Regions from separate parts of the Xenopus tropicalis genome. Here region 1 is linked to region 2. A link is a contact called in public Hi-C data. All regions are on one chromosome and are shown on one strand. The core of a region is the stretch at or near the end of the contact, and the rest is flanking DNA. Distances in the headings are between cores, read along the strand shown.

The links. Hi-C and Micro-C count contacts between places; a contact is called where the count stands out from the background.
Region 1: a contact with region 2 is called in a Hi-C map of liver, with 3 times the contacts expected there. The contact joins the promoter of gtf3c3 here to the enhancer-like site in region 2. A contact is called at or near these places in 5 of 5 Hi-C or Micro-C datasets (brain, gastrula embryo, liver and 2 more).

Annotation. Positions count from the first base shown.
Region 1 is chr3:12,122,594-12,128,482 of UCB_Xtro_10.0, reverse strand. gtf3c3 (general transcription factor 3C polypeptide 3) reads right to left here and starts at 3,431. Exons shown (of 1, transcript XM_002941793.5): 1 at 580-3,431. The coding sequence starts at 3,321. The coding sequence ends at 679.
Region 2 is chr3:12,057,734-12,063,606 of UCB_Xtro_10.0, reverse strand. maml1 (mastermind-like protein 1) reads left to right here. Exons shown (of 5, transcript XM_004912749.4): 2 at 4,628-5,873. Among named protein-coding and RNA genes, the nearest start is that of ltc4s.1, 32 kb to the right of the region's middle. Within about 2 kb of position 3,111, at least 4 of the 11 cell types and tissues checked have an H3K27ac peak or open chromatin away from gene starts, as enhancers often do. A contact at or near this core is called in gastrula embryo and neurula embryo, where this site is marked.

The DNA of each region.
Region 1 (5,889 bases), core at 2,182-4,681, 65 kb before region 2:
CCGTGTGCCACACAGTCCTAAAAGTTCTGTTTGCTTCAGAAAGACTACTATAGTTTATATAAATACCGTGCTGTGGTGCCATAAGGGCCACCATTCAAGCCGGAAAGATGGAGAAAAGGCACAGATTAAATAGCAGGTGAACAGATAAGCTCTGTAGAATACAATGGTGTTTTATAGTGCTTATCTGTTATGAAGCCTGGGCCATTTAGCCCTATTTCAAGCAGATTTATGTATATGACCTACAGTTATGTTTCTGAAGCAAACACAAAACTGTTGCCAGTAAGGGGCAACAGTACATTATCTTTTTATTACAGGTATGGGACTAGTGGCTTATCACATACTATCATTTGTATTTACTAGTGGCTTATTAAATGCTATCATTTGATTGGTTAGAAACTTGAGCAAAACTTGTGCATTTTATTGAAAAACTCCCCTTTGTTGTGCTAAAACCCTTCAAAAATAATTTACTTTGGTTGTGCAGCAGGCACATTTGCATTAGGTCTTACAAATATTACCAGCACTTTTTAAAAAAGTGAAAATGGTGGCACTTTCTATGCCCAAGTACTATTTTCACAACCATGAATATTTTCATGAAGTGCTAAACTTTATTTACACATTAAACATAAATAACATGAAATTTGAACTTCTTATTTGAACAGCTGCTCTATAGCATATGAATCAGCTGACGCAATATTGATGCAAAAGTCTGCGTGCCATTTCTAGATTGCCACTGTTCTGGTAAATGAGGGACAAATTAAAGGCAATGTCTCTTCTAAGGTCTAACTGGTCCAATTCCATTCCTTCTAGTTCAAGAGGTGGAAGCTCGAGGGCTTGCTGGTAGTAATGAATTGCGAGATGAACAAGGCCCATTTGATGCAATGCACGCCCCATGTTATAGTATGACTCCTGACAAGGGCCGCGTAGTTTAAGATATCGATTGAGGAATGAAAAGCCTTGCACCAACAGAGCGTGCCTTTTTAGCACAAACTTTTGGGACGCCATATGAACAAAAGTCAATCCTATACAAAGGCTATGCAGCGGATCATTCATTTCCATTCTGAAGGCTTGGACATACTGAGCAAGAGCATGCTTGAAGCTTCCAGAAACGAATGCATTGTGCCCACTAAGAACACACAGTGCAAGATTGGAAGGGTTTTTCAACATCAGCCTTAAACAAAAACGGTGATGCCTCACATCCTGGGAGTGCATAGTTATCTGATTGAAGATGTTCCATAGCTGTGGCTTATTCACATTTTCCATTAACATTATTCGAATATAGTTATACGCTTTTCTAAAGTTCTTGTCGAGAATGGCAGCAGAAAGGCCAAAATATTCTAACTCCTTCCTCTTCATGCGGTCATCGTAAAACGAATAATACTCCAATGACGAATCGACGAGCAATTCCGCTTCTTTAAACCGAGAAAGGTCGCCCAAGGCTAAAACTGTCTTTACAAGAAGGCTCCACCAGTCATCCTTGGTTAAAACGCTTGTAAGTACGGTAAAAATGGATTTTCCATCGGAGTTTGCTACATCCTGGTCATCGTTATTAGACATTTTATCTCTGGATACTTTGAGAAGGTATAAATGTCGCTCTCCGGATTTGGAACTCGAGATCAAACAAACCTGTGCCCGATTCATGGCAATTTTTAAGAGCATGGCGAGCATAGTGAGCAGTGTATCTACATAATCATATAATTTACCCTGAGAAAAAAGAAGGGTGGAGCGATGAAGTAGAAGCTTAAGTTCCTGCTGTGCAGCATTGGAATCCTGGGCTAATGTATCTGGATCATACATTGGCTCTAGAGCTTCTAATGCTTTCTCTGGATGTCCAAGTTGCTGCTGGAGAGTAGAAAGTGATATTCTAGCATCTAAATGAAGAGGTGCCATGTCCACAACTTTGCTATAACTCTCAGCAGCTTTCTCCATGTGCCCCAATGCTTTCAGACAGTCTGCATGTCTAAGCCAAACAACAGCAAGGTTGTATTTTAGCGAGCACACAAGAGCGCTAAGAAGCGGTAATGCGGAATTGTATTCACCAACATCAAGAAAAGCTTCGGCAACGTCCAGATACAAATCACCCACTTCCTCAGGATTTTGCTCCATAAGAAAGGTCAACAATGGATAAACTGGTTCAAGTATGTTGAGGTGAATTAAGCACAACATCATTTTGACTGTGATATCAATAGGAACCCCATCGGGAATATGGCATACCACAGATTCAGCGCTATTCAGTACGTCCGTTTCACTCTTACTTAACGTAATGCCTGAAAACTGTGTTATCACATCAAGTGCTTTATCGTACTGTTTATTAGAGAGGTACAACTCGGCCGCGATATTGACATCTTCTATTGCGACGAGGTTCTGGTGTTTAGAAAGGGCTTCCTCGATGGTGCCAATGGCAGATGCAATATCGTTTGTTTCATAATAGGTTTTGGCCATATCTCTCGCCAGCTGCATAAAACGCTCCCCGTCAGTAGGCGATAAGAGATTCAGGATGCGTCGATATCCATCCATGGCCAACTTGTGCTCTCCGATTTGTTCGTACAAACTTGACCTCTCCCACAGAAAGCGTACGTTGGTTGGGTTGTATCGAAGCGCTTTGCCGTAGCAGAAGATGGCTTGCTTGATGTTGTCTTGTTCCAAGGACATCTCTGCCAGCCTAACCCATTCTTCCGTGTTGCTGGGATTCAGATGGGCAGCGATCAGTTCAAACTGCAGAGATTTCTCCATGTCCCCCTGATCTTCGTATATCATGGCCAGGGTTGAAAAGGGTTCATAGGCGAGGGGAGCTTGGCGGATGATCTCCATGCACATCAAAATGGCTTCCTCGCTTTCCCCCCGCGCAAATCGAATGTTGGCTTCACCCATGAGGCCTCTCAGCACCTTAGGGAGTTTACTACGCGGCCTTTTCTCCCTCATCATCTTTTTGTTTTCTCTGTTAAGCTCCATTTCCAAGGCAAACACATCTCCAGCAGAGGGAGGCTGGACTTGATGTTCTCCATGTTCTTCCTCCTCCTCCTCCTCCTCCTCTTCTTCTTCTTCTTCATCATCATCATCCCCTGTTCTGTCCCCTTCTCCAATCATAGAGGCAAATGCCCGGTGGACTGACTTACTAACACCGTCTGAGGTTTCCTCCTCCTCCTCCTCATTGGAGGCAACAGCTTCTGGGAGGGTTCCCCCCGACGTGGTCGGTACATTTGGATCGTCTGTATCACCGGGCAATGGTTCCGAGGCGAGTCTCTCCTCTCGTCTCCTCTCAAACTCCTCGAAAGATATTTTACCTTCCAAGTAATCGATGAGCTCAGGGCTGAAGCCAGACATTTTACCCGCTAAACCAAACTGCTAAATATTTCATTACTTTCTGATATTGTGTTCCTACACAAACGCGGTGAACTAAACCGGAACTAATTTCCGCCAATAGCGCGTTCGAATTCATGACTGGCAGACTCATTAACCAATGAGAAAGGGTTCTCTGATGTCGAGCGGTAGCCAATGAAGGGAGGCGTTACGTGTCTCCGCCAATAGCGCGTTTGAATTCATGACTGGCAGACTCATTAACCAATGAGAAAGGGTTCTCGGATATGGAGCGGTAGTCTATGAAGGGAGGGTCTACTAATTTGACAGCGTATCCGCCAATAGCGCGTTTGAATTCATGACTGGCAAACGCTTTAACCAATGAGAAAAGGTACTCGGATATCGCCCGGTAGCCAATGAAAGCAGGCGCTACGCGTCTACTAATTTGACAGTGTCTCTTTCCGCCAATAGCGCGTTTGAATTCATGACTGGCAGACTCTTTAACCAATGAGCAAGGGTTCTCGGATATGGAGCGGTAGCCAATGAAGGGAGGCGCTACGTGTCTACTAATTTGACAGTGTATCCGCCAATAGCGCGTTTGAATTCATGACTGGCAGACTCTTTAACCAATGAGAAAGGGTTCTCTGATATCGAGCGGTAGCCACTGAAGTGTCTACTAATTTGACTGTCTCCGCCAATAGCGCGTTTGAATTCATGACTGGCAGACTCTTTAACCAAACTGAAAGGGTTCTCGGATATCGAGTGGTAGCCAATGAAGGGAGGCGCTACGTGTCTGCTAATGTGACAGTGTCTCCGCCAATAGCGCGTTTAAATTCATGACTGGCAGACTCTTTAACCAATGAGCAAGGGTTCTCGGATATGGAGCGGTAGTCTATGAAGGGAGGGTTACGTGTCTGCTAATTTTACAGTGTCTTCGCCAATAGCGTTTGAATTAATGACTGGTAGACTCTTTAACCAAACAGAAAGGGTTCTCTGATATCGAGTGGTAGTCAATGAGGGGAGGCGTTACGTGTCTGCTAATTTGACAGTGTCTCCGCCAATAGCGCGTTTGAATTCATGACTGGCAGACTCTTTAACCAATGAGCAAGAGTTCTCGGATATCGCTCGGTAGCCAATGAAGGGAGGCGCTACGTGTCTACTAATTTGACAGTGTCTCCGCCAATAGAGCGTTTGAATTCATAACTGGCAGACTCTTCAACCAATGAGCAAGGGTTCTCGGATATGGAGCGGTAGCCAATGAAGGGAGGCGCTACTTGTTACGCAGTACAGAAAGTGGACAGCGATTGGAGGAGCCGAAATTAACTTTAAACGCAAAGTATGAGTGTGGGTTAAGGTAGTTCTGAGGTAGTAGTCAGTGTATTTGTGTTCCCAGAGCTGCTGGTTAGCAGGTACTGGGCAGTCTGGGTAATAGTTCTACCTAGAACCTGTAACCTGTCATTGGAAATGTATTCATGAGTGTGCCCTGACGTGTGTTGTGGTACATTCCTCTGCTCATCACTCTATGCAGGCATTAGGCCAATTACCCCAAAGGGCCCCCCAACTTTACCTGTAATTAGCTGCGCCTTAATGCTAAGCCCCACCATTAAAATCACACCTGAATAAGCTTCATGTAGGGCTATAGCCGCAGCGTTAAAGTGATACTGACCGCAAAATAATACTTTTGATTATATGATTCTACCTCATTTTCTCCTGAAAGCGCTTGTTTTCTAAATAGACGCTTCTTAAGATCCTGGACACAACTGTGAGACAAACCCGACTGCTCCTGAGCGCTGATATGTGCGCGATGACACAAAGTGGCACGTGTCATAGGCTAATACTACAAGTGGCGCTTTTATGCTGTGTTTTTAAAGGAGAAGGAAAGGCTAATAAAGAGTTAATCCCAAGCTGCAGGCATACCTTCAGTTCTCTCAATAGTGCCCTTAAGTCTCCCCATATTTCTCCCGCTCAGATGATCAGAAGCCTCATAGGGAAAAAAAAACACTGAGCTCTGTAAAGAAAGTTCCCATAATGCCTCGCTCCTGCACCGAGACCAAGACCCCTCAGTTAGTAAGACTATGAGGAAGCTTCCTGCTGATTGGCTCAGATCATACATTCCTAAGGGGGGGTTCTTAGCATTCTTGAGGGAGGGGGGAGCAGGAGAGGGGAGGGAGCTGCGCGTCTCTGGCACAGGAAAACAAACAGACAAATCCTGTATCTTTTGACAGAGGACTCAGTGCAGCATTTCTGTGAGTGCTTATGGCTGTATTTACATAGACCTTTCTGATAAAGCTTACTTAGGGGCACATTTACTATTCCACGAACGTCCGAAAAGCGTCCAAATGTGTTTTTTTTGTAATGATCGGTATTTTGCGACTTTTTCGCGAATTGTCGCGGATTTTTCAAGCGCTCAATACAAAAAAGTCGCAACAATTCGCGAAAGTCGTAATGGCTATGCAAAAGTCGCGACAATTCACGAAAGTCATAATGGCTATGAAAAAGTCACGATAATTCACGAAAGTCATAATGGCTATGAAAAAGTCGCGACAATTCACGAAAGTCATAATGGCTATGCAAAAGTCGCGACAATTCACGAAA
Region 2 (5,873 bases), core at 1,862-4,361:
GCAGCACTTGTTCCACCACTTGGCTGCCCGGATGGAGGAAGGATCTGCTTGGCCAGCAGACTTGCCGAGACTTCATGTGTGGTGATTTAAGATTACATTGTTTTGGTGATCACTTTGGTTCCATGATAACATCCCTCATTATAATGTTTTTGGGATTGTTTTGCTTTATTATTATTAACATTTATTTATAAAGCGCCAACAGTGCTGTACAATAAGTGGGTTTCATACATTAGACATACAGAGTAACATATAAAGCAATCAGTAACCGATACAAGAGGTTCAGAGAGCCCTGCCCAAAAGAGCTTACAATCTACAAGCTTTGTTTCTGCATTCCTGCAGCGGCCTATTATATACAGTTGTTTTGCTACATGTCTAATTATTACAAGTCTATTTAGTTTTCTTTCTGTGTCTTTTGAAAACCTTATTGCTTTTTTTAGCCCCTTTTTTATGTGTGTTCAGCTCTTGCAAAAATAAACCAACTCAAGTTTAGGGATATGAGTATAACATAGGGGATTGTTAGATAGACACTGCTGTATCAGTTGTTGACAAAATGCCTTATTTAATATAACTCTGCGATGATTACAGTGTTTATGGGCAGATAATGTTTCCTGTAATATTTCTTATGGTAGTCGAGATTAACATTAAAATGTAAAGCAAAAAACAGTGCCAATATTTACTGCATCAAAAGTATAAATATTTTAAACAGTAATACATAAGGCATAGATTTCTGGGTTCATTTTGCTTGGTGTGCTGCCTCTTTTATTAGGCAAAGTCTGGCCCCCCTGTGCTCAGGCTCTAGTCGTAGGCTTCCCTGACACAGCAGGGAGTGGATACTGGTATTGCTGGCAGACTGGTTTGTCTAGGTTAAACAGAATTCCTTCTATTCAGAAATCATTATGCTCCTCTTCTGACTAATGCTGACTGCTAACAAATTTTTTTGCAAGCAGTCATAAAATAGGGCTAGATTTGTATGTTTAGGCTCATAACACATTGGAGCCAGACCCATCCAAGCAGTCTGGCATTAGCTCCGATGGTCACTAGTGTATATATGTAACTCCAGGTACTGCCTGGGTGCATGGATAACATAGTTACTGCGCACAAACAAACTGCACTCACAGGAGTTGTATGAAGCAAAAAAATGGTGTTTAATTCAACGTTTCGGCTTAGATTCAAGCCGTCCTCAGGACACACACACACAATCAGTCCCTGTGGGGACCTTTATCAAGGACCTAGCACCCATTTATTGGACTGGTGTAGAGTGCGGACACAATTTCACTTTTTCAACATTAAAATGTTGTCAATTGTTGTAGAACCTACAAATAAGCCATTTCCTGGCAACATATGTCGTATGCAAGAAGGATATTTATTATATAGCGCTGTTAAGAGCCATGAATAATATTTGTCCCCTGTTTATCATCCTGTGTTAATTTGACCACCTGAAATTTGTCCAATATGGATACCTCTATGTTGGGCTATATTGGGCTGATCGCATGGCCAATGATTGGATTGGAATGCCGCTGCAGAGCGTTGGGGCAGGGCCACATCAATGCACTAAGGATTGAAATTTAGGGCCTCTGTCACATGAGTCGTATATTTTTTTAAATAGACAACCTAATAACCTCAGCCTAATATCTATAGAGCTCATATTATGGGAAGGTTGTCTCCAATAGTCCGTATTACTATTACCAAATATTTATAAAACACCAACATATCCCTCAGTGCTGTGCAATAAATGGGTATATATTCATACAAAGCAACTATTAACCGATACAAGAGATGAAGAGGGCCCAGCCCCAAAGAGCTTACAGTCTAGTTCTGAGGTATATGAGCCTGCAGGCAGAAATAGCAGACAGACAGGTAGATACCCCCCCCCCCCAAGAGCTCTTGCTTGAAATAAGGAGACCTCTGTATAAACTGGTCAGGGTAGAGGTGCTTATTGGGAACCACATACGTTGATTTTTTCCCTTTGCCCCGGGAGAAAGTATAGAGAGAAAATAATAATGGGCTCAGGACCGAGCCTTGAGAAACCCTAACACATTGGTAAGGTAGAAGGTGATACGGAGAAGGTTGGAAGAGACACTGAAAGAGCGATATGAGAGAGATGAAACCAGGACAAATAATAAATATTAAATATAATATCAAGCAGTTACAATTTTCAAAAATGATCTTTCTCTATAGTAAAACAGTAGCTTGTATTTGATAGTGACGTAGCTTATTAAATCCATATTGGCGAGAAAACAATCCTTGTTATTTTGTTTAAATGTTTTTAGTAGACCTATTGTATGGGGATCCAAATTATAGAAGAAGTCATTATCTGGAAAACCCACAGGCCCCAAGCCATCTAAATAATAAGATTATATACCTGTATTTAATGTACAGTTGCCTCTCTTTCACCTGCCTTTGATTTCCCCAATCTGGATTTGTGATTTGCTTTTCTAATAAAAGCAGATGCCACACTGGGCTGATTCTTGTCCTGTAGATGGAGATGTAAAATGTGTTGGGGAGCCACACAGGCATGAAAAATGATCTTTGGGGGATGCCAAATAAGGGCTGTGATTGGCTATTTGGTGGCCCCACGTCGACTGCTGGCCTGCAGGAGCCTCTGCTTGGAGTAAAACTGTCTCTGGGCTTCCAAAACTTGTCTCCAAGCCAGAAATTTGAAAATGGAGCCTACTTTGAGCAACATCAAAAGGGGCAGAGAGCAACATGTACCCCCGAGCCACTGGTTGGGGATCAGTGCATTACAAGAAGCAGCCCCTGTGCTGGCAATCAGCCTTTCCCTGTACCACATGTGGAGCCATTGTGTTAACCCCAGGCACAGGAAAGCGGATTTTGGTGCTGAAATGCACGGTGCCAAAATCCGCTCTGTGTGCCTGCACCCTGGCTGATGCGGTGGCTCCGGTTTCCGGCACAGGGGAAGGCGATAAAAAGCAGGGCGAAAATCAGCCCCTATGTTATAATCTGCAGGCCAAGGATCATCCCCCTGTGCCATTAGCCTAAATTGAAAGATTCTAGCAGCAGTGTGAGTGCTGGGCAGGAATGTTTATGGTGCTGCTCTGTTTGTACTGTAATCGGAGAACGTTGTTGGCCTGTTACAAGGTAGCCAGATTGTGTTGTGCAGCACAACTAGTTCCCACAAGCCTGAGGGTGGCTGCTCACTAGGCACTTACTCCCACCCCATTCTGTACAAAGGAGCTGGGAGCCTAGGGCCACACTGCATAGAAAGGGAAGCATGAATGTGTAAATGAGAGCAGGGAAAAGTATGTGTGTAGCATCAAATGCATTTGTGGTTTCGGCTTTTATGGGATAAATATGGCATCTCATTCAACTCCTATGTGCATTTCAGTTCTCTGAATGGGTTTTACTGGTGTTTTTACATCACTGCGTGAGTTTCTGATGATTACTTAGTCCGTAGGGGAAGCAGCCCAGGACCCTCACAAATGTAAGAAAACATTTTAAGCAGCTTTCCAATATGAATTATCACTGTAATTTGTTCCTTCAAAAAGTATGAATAAATACCTATATGCTGAAATCCAGCTGCAAAACAGTCATTCTCTTTCTATATTATTTAAAATTCTGGCAGGGAAGGAGGGACTAAAACATTGATGTTACAAATTGTAACATCTTCACATCTGCAGCTTACAGACAGCATGCAGCGGGTACCTAAGCCACAATGCTAGGCTGCCTTTTTAATGGCAGTTTGCCAGCCTTAACCTGGAGACATTTCTCTTTTGGGAAAATGTATTCTTGTACGTTTCTTGGCAAATATCCACTAGAGAAATCTTGCCTGGTCGCAGGAAAGATTGTAATTGTAACGTGTAGGCCACCTTAACTCATCTCTTGGTAAACTGCAAATGATCATTCTTGGAGAAAATATTCCAGATTCAAGTAAATATGTCCCTGTTGGTGGTGCTACTATTTTTGTTAAATGTGTGCTTTTGATCTGTTAGCACTTGCTGCCCTCTAGTGTCTTCATATGGAAATGATCACTTGGGGGGTTTTAGGTTGAAACACCTGTGTTTCTTTATTATGCTACTACAGGTATGGCACCTGTTATCCAGAATACTTGGGACCTGGGGTTTTCCAGATAAGGGATCTTTGTTATTTGGATCTCCTACCTTTAGTCTAGTGAAAAAAATGCCACATGTACAGTGTTTTACATGAATGCATAGGGCCAGGTTGCGGGGTCACTTTAGCACACGCCTATGTTAAAGCGCCCCATCTATTACAGCCCGACAAAAAAGCATTTATTAGAAATAATACTGCCACATTCTTACTAATTATTAAACCGTATCAGTATAACTTTTAATGAATGCTGTACATAAATGTTAATCTAATTATGTTACATTAATAAATTGGGGATGCACCAAATCCATAATTTTAGGACTCATCTGGATACTGAACCCACCACAAAGAATTGGGCCAAAGTAGAATAAATAGACACCTTTATTTGTCTAGTGGGTCACATAACGTTGGGTTCAGGTTTGGTTTTGTCAGGCATTTTATAAATTCTAAAACAAACCTGGGATTTGGTGCATGTAAAGTAAAACATAAGTACTGGAGTAGTAGTTGGGAAGTAGAAAAGTCAATTTTTGGTAATTAAAATCTATTTTTTTTCTTTCAGCAGCTCCATGAAACTGTTAAACGAAAGCTGGATAATGCAGCTTCCCCACAAAATGGCGATCAGCAGAATGGCTACGGAGACATGTTTTCTGTGCCTAAGAAACTGAGGCACGATGATGGACTTGGCGGTGTTATTGGTTCTTCAAATGGGATGCCTCCGGTGTCTCCCCTAAATCAGCTGGATAACAAACCTCCCAGTGGAGACTCCATGCAGTTAAATGGGAACCACTCAATCGGACTTGACAGCCACAGTAAAAAGTGTCTTCCCGATGGCAGCCTGCAACTGAACGGTAATGGAGACGCCGACGACTTTTCTCTTTGTGTGAAGCAAGAACCCGTGGACGATCTACCTTGTATGCTGTCTGGGGTGGGTGGTTCCATATCTCAGAACAACCTTATGCCAGACCTTAACTTGAACGAGCAGGAGTGGAAGGAGCTCATAGAAGAACTTAACAAATCTGTACCGGATGAAGATATGAAGGACCTTTTCAATGATGATTTTGAAGACAAAAAAGACGTTGATGCTTCAAACTCTGCAACGCAAACTCCTCTGGCTCAAGACATACATGTAAAGACGGAGTTTTCTCCTGCGGCATTTGATCAGGAGTCCCATGGATCTCCGCAAGTTAGATCGGCATCATCTGGGCCTTTTGTTGGTGCTCCTTCGGCGCCTGCTAGCAGTGCGTCTCCAGTTGTTGGTGGTTCCCAGGCAGTGTTCCAGGCAGCTGCTCAGGCTGTGACCGAGCCTTCTAACCAGGCTATAATGCAACCTTCCAACCAGCCACCAAATGTGCAGAGATCTTTACCCAATGTTTTAATGCCTGGACAGGCTAATCCAACTGCCAAAGAGATGTCCTCGGCACAACAGCTTCAGCAGATTGCAGCCAAACAGAAGCGAGACCAGTTGCTACAGAGTCAGCAGGCCGTTCACCAGACTAATCAAATGCCCAACTGGCCGCAGTCTAGGACGTCGCAGAGTCCTTTAGGAGTTCCATACACAATGGAAAAGCCAACAAGCCCCTCTGTTTACTCACAAGACTTTACCAATCAGAAAATCATAATGCCCAACCTAAACAAGAGTTCCCCTCGTGGTGGAGCCAATTACATGCAGCCAAATCATGTTAACATTATTGGTCACAAGCCTGCAAACAACTTAAACACGAACCCTGCGGCCGCCCCAAATGCCATGCTGGACTATGGCAATACCTTACCCCTTTCCCATTTTGAGGTTGATTGTGGACCTGGTGTAG